Linked DNA regions of Hordeum vulgare: region 1 is linked to region 2. Evidence: chromatin contacts called from public Hi-C data. All regions are on one chromosome and are shown on one strand. The core of a region is the stretch at or near the end of the contact, and the rest is flanking DNA. Distances in the headings are between cores, read along the strand shown.

Evidence for each region. A called contact is a pair of places that touch in the nucleus more often than the background predicts.
Region 1: a Hi-C map of leaf shows a contact between it and region 2, with 8 times the contacts expected there. The contact joins the promoter of LOC123448077 here to the promoter of LOC123448074 in region 2. A contact is called at or near these places in 3 of 6 Hi-C or Micro-C datasets (leaf and seedling) and 1 of 1 datasets of contacts at active chromatin or transcription factors (embryo).

Annotation. Positions count from the first base shown.
Region 1 is chr4H:117,217,575-117,221,698 of MorexV3_pseudomolecules_assembly, reverse strand. LOC123448077 (methylesterase 17-like) reads right to left here and starts at 2,494. Exons shown (of 4, transcript XM_045124848.1): 1 at 2,157-2,494; 2 at 1,701-1,841; 3 at 1,453-1,587; 4 at 1,023-1,364. The coding sequence starts at 2,399. The coding sequence ends at 1,095. LOC123448079 (a long non-coding RNA gene) reads left to right here and starts at 2,542. Exons shown (of 3, transcript XR_006631605.1): 1 at 2,542-4,124. LOC123448078 (methylesterase 17-like) reads right to left here and starts at 928. Exons shown (of 4, transcript XM_045124849.1): 1 at 254-928; 2 at 1-85. The coding sequence starts at 472. It overlaps LOC123448080 (a long non-coding RNA gene), which reads left to right. Exons shown (of 3, transcript XR_006631606.1): 3 at 979-1,062.
Region 2 is chr4H:116,518,372-116,522,477 of MorexV3_pseudomolecules_assembly, reverse strand. It overlaps LOC123448074, which reads left to right and starts at 1,817. Exons shown (of 3, transcript XM_045124847.1): 1 at 1,817-2,141; 2 at 2,533-2,725; 3 at 2,817-4,106. The coding sequence starts at 2,608.

The DNA.
Region 1 (4,124 bases), core at 1,245-3,744, 700 kb before region 2:
ATATTGCTTGCTTAATTCTGTCAACGAATTCATGCATTGCATGAATCACACTCAGCCCTCCAATTCCATGCCCAATGAGAATCACCTGAAATTCGATCAAAATGAGTTTAAAAAGATAAACCAAATCGCCTATAACTCTTCACCATTTTGAACACATGTCCCTAAGCAGCTTCACAACAAAGCAACAAGCTACCTTCAGCACTTTGTGGCCATAAGTAGTTTATAAATTAGCAGCAATACTGCAGGATCCTACCTTCTCGCCTTCCGGCAAGGCAGAGATGAGGCCCAGGAGCGGCTTGTCATACTGCTCGAATGACCGGACGGTGTTGGGGTCGGTAGGGTCTACGCCGCCTCCAGCAAGGTCTATGCAGGTCACCTGGTAGCCAGAGCCCTCAAGGAGCCACCGGAGCTTGAACCAGCACCACCCTCCATGCCCTTCCCCATGAACAAGCACAAAATGCTCCCCTGCCATGCCCGTTCAGTATCTGCCTATTGGGTACATCATTATCTCTGTACCAAACACCGGGACAACTGCATTTGTGCGGTCAGTTCCAAATGTCAAAACCAAGCAGATCGTCCATTGAGGTCTACTATAAATGGATGCCATGCCAGGTGCTCTCTACATATCTTGCATGTAAAATGGCAGGATATAGCGTGTGGACCAGCTGGTTTCTCTCCTCCCTACATCGTGTTTGGCATTTGGCCCTGACGGACGTGCTAACTTATCGGAGGATGTTTTGTGGTGTTAATTGCTGGTTTTGCACCATGATATATTCATGTGTCGTACATCTGGAACTTAACATAGCCTTGTTTGTAACTTAATTGGCATGTACTTCCTCCGTTCCTAAATATAAGTCTTTAAAAAAATTCCACTATAGATTACATACCGATGAACATAGACATACTTTAGAGTGTAGATTCATTCATTTTGCTCCGTATGTAGTTTGTAGTGAAATCTCTTAAAAGACTTATATTTAGGAACGGAGGGAGTAAGTAACATCACACAGTGAAGACTGGAGAAGTGGAGACTGGAGAATACAATAGCAGGAGCAGCTAGGCGTCACCCAGACCGTGTATGCATGATGTACAAGTGGTCACAGTAACTTGATGATGAGTTGAAAGAGACGCTCCGGAGCGGAGAAGAAGGGGCTGTGGTCGGTGTCCATGGCCACAACCTTGCTCGGTGGCCACCGGCGAATCATGGCCTCCTGCTGCTCCGGCTTCACCATGGAATCCTTTGCCGTCGTTATGTACACGCGCCGCACCTGGTCGATCGCGCTGCTGTCCCCACCGCCTCTCCCAAACCTGGCTGCGCTCAAGGCGGCAGGCCATGGACGGAGTAGGATGGAGGCAAGCGCAGAGTCCTGAACAAACATCTTACAGTTACAGCTCCGCGACCATGGCATATAACACATCGGCAGATGATTCAGCGCTGCAATTCCATTAACCAACCTCTTGGGGGCTTTGCTGGGACAGGATCATGCGCTGGAACTCTGGCCGCAGTGCTACACTCGTTGGCGGGTGGTCTATTCCAAGACCAAATGCTAGGTCATACACGTCCCCAAGCTCGGATAAATCAGGTACGCCCTGTTAAATTTCAGCTGAAAGTCTTTAAAAGCAAGAACTAATGGTAGCTGCTATTGTGACCGGACATAATAAGAGTTTAATTGAGCGTATGATAAGAGAGTTCAAGCAGTCACATCTTTGATGTCTTGTTCCGTTTGGTAGCCAAATGGGAGCATGGTTGCTGCTATGAAGATTGCCTGCTTAATCCTGTCGCTGAATAAATGCATTGCATGGGTCACACTTAGCCCTCCTGCGCTATGCCCAACCAAAATCACCTGAAGGAAATATGCCGCCGTTAGTTTGTTGTTGTGCTAGTATCAATCAGTAACACGAGATTTCCTTGTTATTATGAGTAATTTTCTTTGATTCTCAGTATGTTATACACTTTTATCCCACAAAACCACATTTTTTTCATCTATCATGATTCCCAAAAATATGCAGTAAAAGAATTTAGTTTAGAGCTATATTTTGTTATCCTGAGACTGAAAGAGTAGTGCAGTAACCAAAAAAAAAAAAAACTAGTCCATGCATGCAAGCATCCAATTGCAAGCAGGGGTGTGGGCGTGTGGGTACACGGTTACTGTCGTCACCTTTTCGCCCTCCGGCAGCGCGGACAGGAGGTCGACGAGCGGCCCGGTGTACTCGTCGAACGACCGGACAGAGTCGGGGTCGACGCGGCTGCCTGCTGCCCCGGCAAGGTCAACACAGGAGACGCGGTGGCCGGAGCCCCGGAGCAGGGCCAGGAGCCTGAACCAGCACCAGGCGCCGTGGCCGGCACCGTGCACTAGGACAAGGTGCTCCTTGCCCTTGGTAGCATCGCCGCCAGCGTCCATCTCGTCAATAACTTGTACCACTACGATTGTTTGTGCGCCTGCCTATCTATCTGGGGGTATCTGCGATTGCGTGCCCGTTAGTGATGAGCTGCTTAAAACTTATATAGGCGAGGCCAGGCAGTTTTGATTTCGATGTCTTCAAAGTAGATGCCGGGAATCAAACTTAAGACGTTGGCCAGAGGGACGAGGTGCCACGAGGCGATGATCAGTCTATTCAGATACTTGGGCAGGATGGAAACATAGATCGGTCTACTCATGTTTGCTTAGAGCAACTTCAGCTCCCAGGATGCCCCTAAGGACACCTTTTTAGGCTCGGTGTTAGGCTTGGGGGCGTTTTTTGACCGAAAAACGGCCCGGCCATGCCCTCAGCGTCCCCAGGACGTCAAAATAGCGCCTGCGTACCCGGGCAGAACCCGACGCGCTTCGGGCTTTTGGGGGCGTCGCAATCCACGTCTTTTCATGTGTCCTTTTTTAGGTCCACTTTTTCATTACCTTCATAAATTTTTGATTGAGATGGGGGTATGGTTGGAAAGATACATCTTTTTTATCGTCGGTTGAAGTTTTCGACCCTTCAAGACACCAGTTTTTTAGATTCGGAGATGCTCTTACTCTTCAAACGACCAAATCGCATGCATTCAACGACCAGCTCAGCGTTTCGCTCTTTTACTGCACCTGCCCATGCATAAATCTCGGGAAAAAAGATAGGAAAATAGTTGTCCACAGCACATCACGTCCTCGGGGAAAAGTTGACTCGGTGCGAGCCGGTCGATGGAGACAGGTAAGACCAAGTCCAACATGTATAGGCTATGTGTATGCACGCCATTTGTCACGTACGGTATGTCTATGTACGCGGCACTAGAATTGCATAACTTTTTTTTTTTGAACGAGCTAGAATTGCATAACTTGAATCACTCAGGATTTGCACTTCACGTGTTTTGTCCTTTTATTATTTCCTGGGTGGATTTCTAGTCCTGTTTTATCTTGTTCCACGTACATGCATGCCGACTTCACGCGTGGTTTGACTCTTTCTTACCGATCGGACACCTCGGGCTAAGAATTTACGGAAAAGGTCTTTCATCTCTGTTAGATTTTCTGGCCTCATGGGTTTAATAGCAGCCCATATACGTAGAATGTTAAGTTGCCACTCTTTCCTTCCTTAGCCTTTATGGCTTCCACGTTTCTCTTTTCCTTCCTTAAGCCTTTATTCCTTCCACGTTTCTCTTCTCTGTCATAATCCCCAAGACCTCTTCCTGATAACGTGGGAACCGAAAGACGTATATAAGTTGCGTATATTGTATATGTATATAAGTTGCGTATATAAGATGTATATTGTGTGTGGGACAATTTTTAATATTGGTATCACCTTTGCCATAGCTCAGTTGGCCATGACAGTCTGTACTAACCTAAAGGTTGCGAGTCCGAATCCTCCTCACTTTTTTTAATGAAACTTGGTTGTACGAATTAGTACCACCTCATATATTTCACGTAATATAAGATCAGACGCGGGACGAAATCAAAAATATTACCTTGCTTTATTAGTAGGTACTAATAAAATGCCCGTGCTACGCTACGAAACCACATGAAAGTAAGCCAAAAATAGTTTCTCCTTGTTCAGTTATTCGAAACATCCAATCAAGATCTTCTAAAGTTACATAAGAAATAACGGTTTATTTGTTTCCTTATCATCTCTATTATTAAAGAGGGATGTGCAGTCGTCGTGATGGT
Region 2 (4,106 bases), core at 568-3,067:
CGAAACTCGGTTGCACCGAGATACTACGGTTTGGCTTGGGTTGTGTCTAAGGGAAACTCTGTGCGGCTGAAATGGAAAACTTGGTGGCGCTGAATTTGACAATATGGATCTTGGACATAATCTTTTGTTAGGGATTGGTGGAGGATTTTTGTGACAAATCTCTAAATACTATGAGCACCGAGATCATTTTCAATACCTCATCCCTTTTTAATAGTATTGGCTTTTCTATGGACTCAAATATAATTTCTCGCATAAAATAAAATGTAGTCTTGAAGCTCTTGCCAATAAGTGTGGCATCTAGGAGATCCTCCTCACAATTCCTAGCCAATCCATTCATTGAACTTTTCGTGAAATATATTTGATAGGCTCATTAGTTCAATGAACTATATGTTGTTTTTAATTACCAAAACCACCTAGAGAGAAGTTGTGCTTTCACCTTGGAGGTCCAAGAGCTCGCGAATTGTCATGTTGGAGAGCATACCACGGCAGTTCCAGCCCAAGATTTTCATTTGGCCTAACGGACCTCCTCTTCGAAGGCCGCCGATGCACCATTATCTCCCTTCTCTTCTCCAATGGATTCCCTCTCCTTCGGCACATACTACTCCTCCTTCTCACACATCTCCTTTGCAACATGTGTGACAACACCATCCACATCCTTCACTGTTTCCACTCTACCCCCACACACCTGCTTAAAGGAAATGTTCACATCACCATATAGCATACGCTCATAACTATCCAAAGTTTTCTCGAAGGAAAATTCTAAATCACTATCAGTGGGGCGAACGTGAGGAAGGTGTCTCCTTTTTTACCTATTTTTTCCTGTGGACATCTTTAAATCTCTCACTCACGCTTTCCTTCCTCTCTTTCCTCCCCTTCTTCTTTGGATAGCCCTCCATAGGTTTCTTTGGCCACATTGAATTTAAAAAATATATTATCTATGGTTGAGTCACCCGCAACACTAGAGGCAGCAAGTCGTGCAGCTACCACCCCTAAAAGAGCCTCCAACACTCCAGGCTGGAACAACAATTGGTATTGTAGATTCCTTGATAAACCTAATTTGATTAAAAGTGCTAAAAATGATAGTTGCCTATTCATCCTCCTTTCGTTAACCATATCGGTCCTTTCAGCCGTGGAGCAATCCGTTCGTCATCGTTGCGGTTTGTTGGCGATGCCTAGCGAGGAGGAGCGACTCCTCGCTTTGGTCTACCGCCGCTCACTTACGAGAGCAGAGACGGACGCTCGCTGGCTCCGTCGGAAGAACACCAAGGCGCTCTGGCTAGCCACTAGCAGTCCGAGTGCGAGGTGGCAGAGGCGGCGAGGGTGGCCGACTCAAGCGGACGAAGGCCTCATCGTCATCTCCGATTTCTCCTCCTCGTTCTCGTCCTCCGACGACTCCGATTATCCACCACTTGCCGTGGACGCCTACAACTGTTGTGGCCATCGGAAGGGCAAGGGGTCGGCAAGGAAGTGGTAAAGACGCTCCTCCTTTGTGTTGCATTGTCGTTTTTTAGTTGTTTAACTTTAGAATTATCGGTTGATAAACTGTGATGATTTTTTGGATGATATATTCAAGATCAACGGTATATGACGATGGATTTGATAATGGTGGTTGCAGGTGGTGGCCAAATTAGCTCATAAAAGTTGTAGATGCTCTAGATTAGCTGCCCCCTTAAAATCCGCGTCCTTTTGGAGCTATTGACTTGTCCACGTGCAATTAATTACACGCACACATTTTCCACCGAGTAAACTGGCGTGGTCAAGTGGTCATGCCGCCAAGCAGACAGCGCCATGCCTTGTCTCATCCCCAAACACAGCATCACACACCACCATTTCCTCCCCCTCGTCTCCCCTCTTTCTCTTGGTCCCCCTGCCATCGTCTCCTCCCTCCCCCGCCCCCCTTCTCTCTCCTCCAGCTTTCACCAGACAGCCCGACCCTGAGCTCAGCTGGACATCACTGACGGCATAGCCTTCTTTCCCCCTTTTCGCTTTTGCTCCACCCCTCTCCTCCCCCGTGGCCCAAGATTCACCGTCCCCCTCGCGATCCCTCCGAGTTCGCTCTCGCCTGGGGAGGCGGGAGAAGCAGCGAGACATTGCGGCGTGTGAGATGATCTTCTCCGGGGCCGTGGTCTTGCGAGCACAAGGTTCGTGTTCTTTTCTCCCCCCGGTCCTCTCTTGCGTACGGCTGTAGATTTTTCTCCACTTCCTAGATCTGCAAGTGCTCCCTCATCGATTTGGATGATCCGTGGTCCATGTGATTCTTGCTGCCATGTTTTGATGGGCTAGGTGGCGCTTTTTTTTATACGTATATCTATATTCTTGAACTTGACCTGGCTGTTGTTGACTAAATGAATCTGTCTAAAAACAGTCGTCTGATGTCTATTTCTCTGGGAAAGAAAATATATTGTGGTGGAGTTCCTCCTTGCTGCATTGTCCTTATTCCTTTATTACTATATCCATTCTTTTGTATAATAGATTATTTTGATGCCTGGGAGTGGAAGATAACTGTGGTGAAGTTCATTATTTTGTCATCAGGGGGGTGATGTTGGTACCTTTTCACTGAAGTGTATCTACCTTCTGTAACCGAGATATTGCGGCTGTGAGGAGATCATGTCCATGGAAGCTCAGAATCTTCGGTTCGTCAGGTGCCCCAAATGCCTCCAGCTTCTTGTGGAGTACCCGTCCATTCCGGTTTACCAGTGTGGTGGCTGCGGCACCATTCTTAGAGGTATAAATCATATGATCCATCCTCCTTGATTGGCTAAGCAATATCTCTATTTTTCAGACTCTTTTTTGTATTCATTGAATATTTGATGCAGCGAAAAATCGAGGTGCGCCAGTAACTCAGCCCGATTCGGTATCCGGTGAACAGAACAATTTTCGACGCAGCTCGGAAGGGTCCCCTCAGACCAGCAAGTCTATTTGTTCAGATGAACTGAAAGTTGTCTCTGCTGATATGCAGCCTAGTGAAAATGTGGTTGAGGGAAATATTTCATCTGTAGGCAAGCATGCCGTTTCCTGTGAGAATGTTAACGGAGAAAGGACTATGCCTGTTGGAGAGAGTGCAGCATCTGGCGAGGTTGACGGCGAGGAGAATTGTTCCTTAAGTGTTGGCAATGCCCGAAACCCTGAGTTTATGATCGAAGAGCCAGATGGCAAAAGTACTGCAGCTAATTCTAGTATGAAGCTAATAGAAAATGTACAGGGTGTTGAAATAAGTGAAGATGCAGATGGCGAAAAGGGTTACGTTATGGATGTTGCAAACGATGCTAATGTTGCCAGCGAAGCTGCAGCTGTCCATAGTATCGCAGGTGAGGAACTGGGAGATGATTCCAGTAACAATGTGATAAGAGAAATAGAGAGCATGGCTGAGGAAAAAAATTCTGCTGACAATAAAAATATGAACTGTCATGAGGCAGCTGAGATAAACAAACTGTACGAGGAAGATGGGGCTAAATCCATTAACATGGTGGGTCAGAGAGAGGAGAGGTTGCAACCGTATGAGGGTTTATGTATTGAATCTTATGAAGATCTGATTGAGGAATTGGAGCGGTCTTTATCATTAAGTGATGACGAGGAAGACTTTTCGGATGTAGCAGACAATAATGGGCTTAATGATGCTCTGCATAATCAAATTGGTAGCCGGAGGATTTTGTCAGGGGGCAAAATGGATGATAGCCCTCGAAGCGATCCTCATGGTCGATTGATTGAAGAACTGGAGAGGTATTTTAGTGATCCAGAAGAACCGTTAGAACATCATACTGCGGTTGTAGACAAAGACATTCAAGACAAAATTCATGTGAAAGAGCATGATAAGGATCCACAATTCCTGGTTAATGAAAGTGCAAATGCTTTCAGTGATGCAGATGAACAGTCAGAACATCATATTGGGGTTGCAGACAAAGATACTCAAGAAAAAATTCATGTGAAGGAGCATGATAAGAATCCACAATTCCTGGTTAATGAAAGTGCAAATGCATGTGCTGATGGCAAATATGTACAATCTGAACAAAATTTTGAAAAGAATGAGCTAACAGCTTATGGCACTAAAGAATTGGAAGAGGGTTGGACTGGAGATGATAATAAGATCGCCTGTGTTCATGGGAATG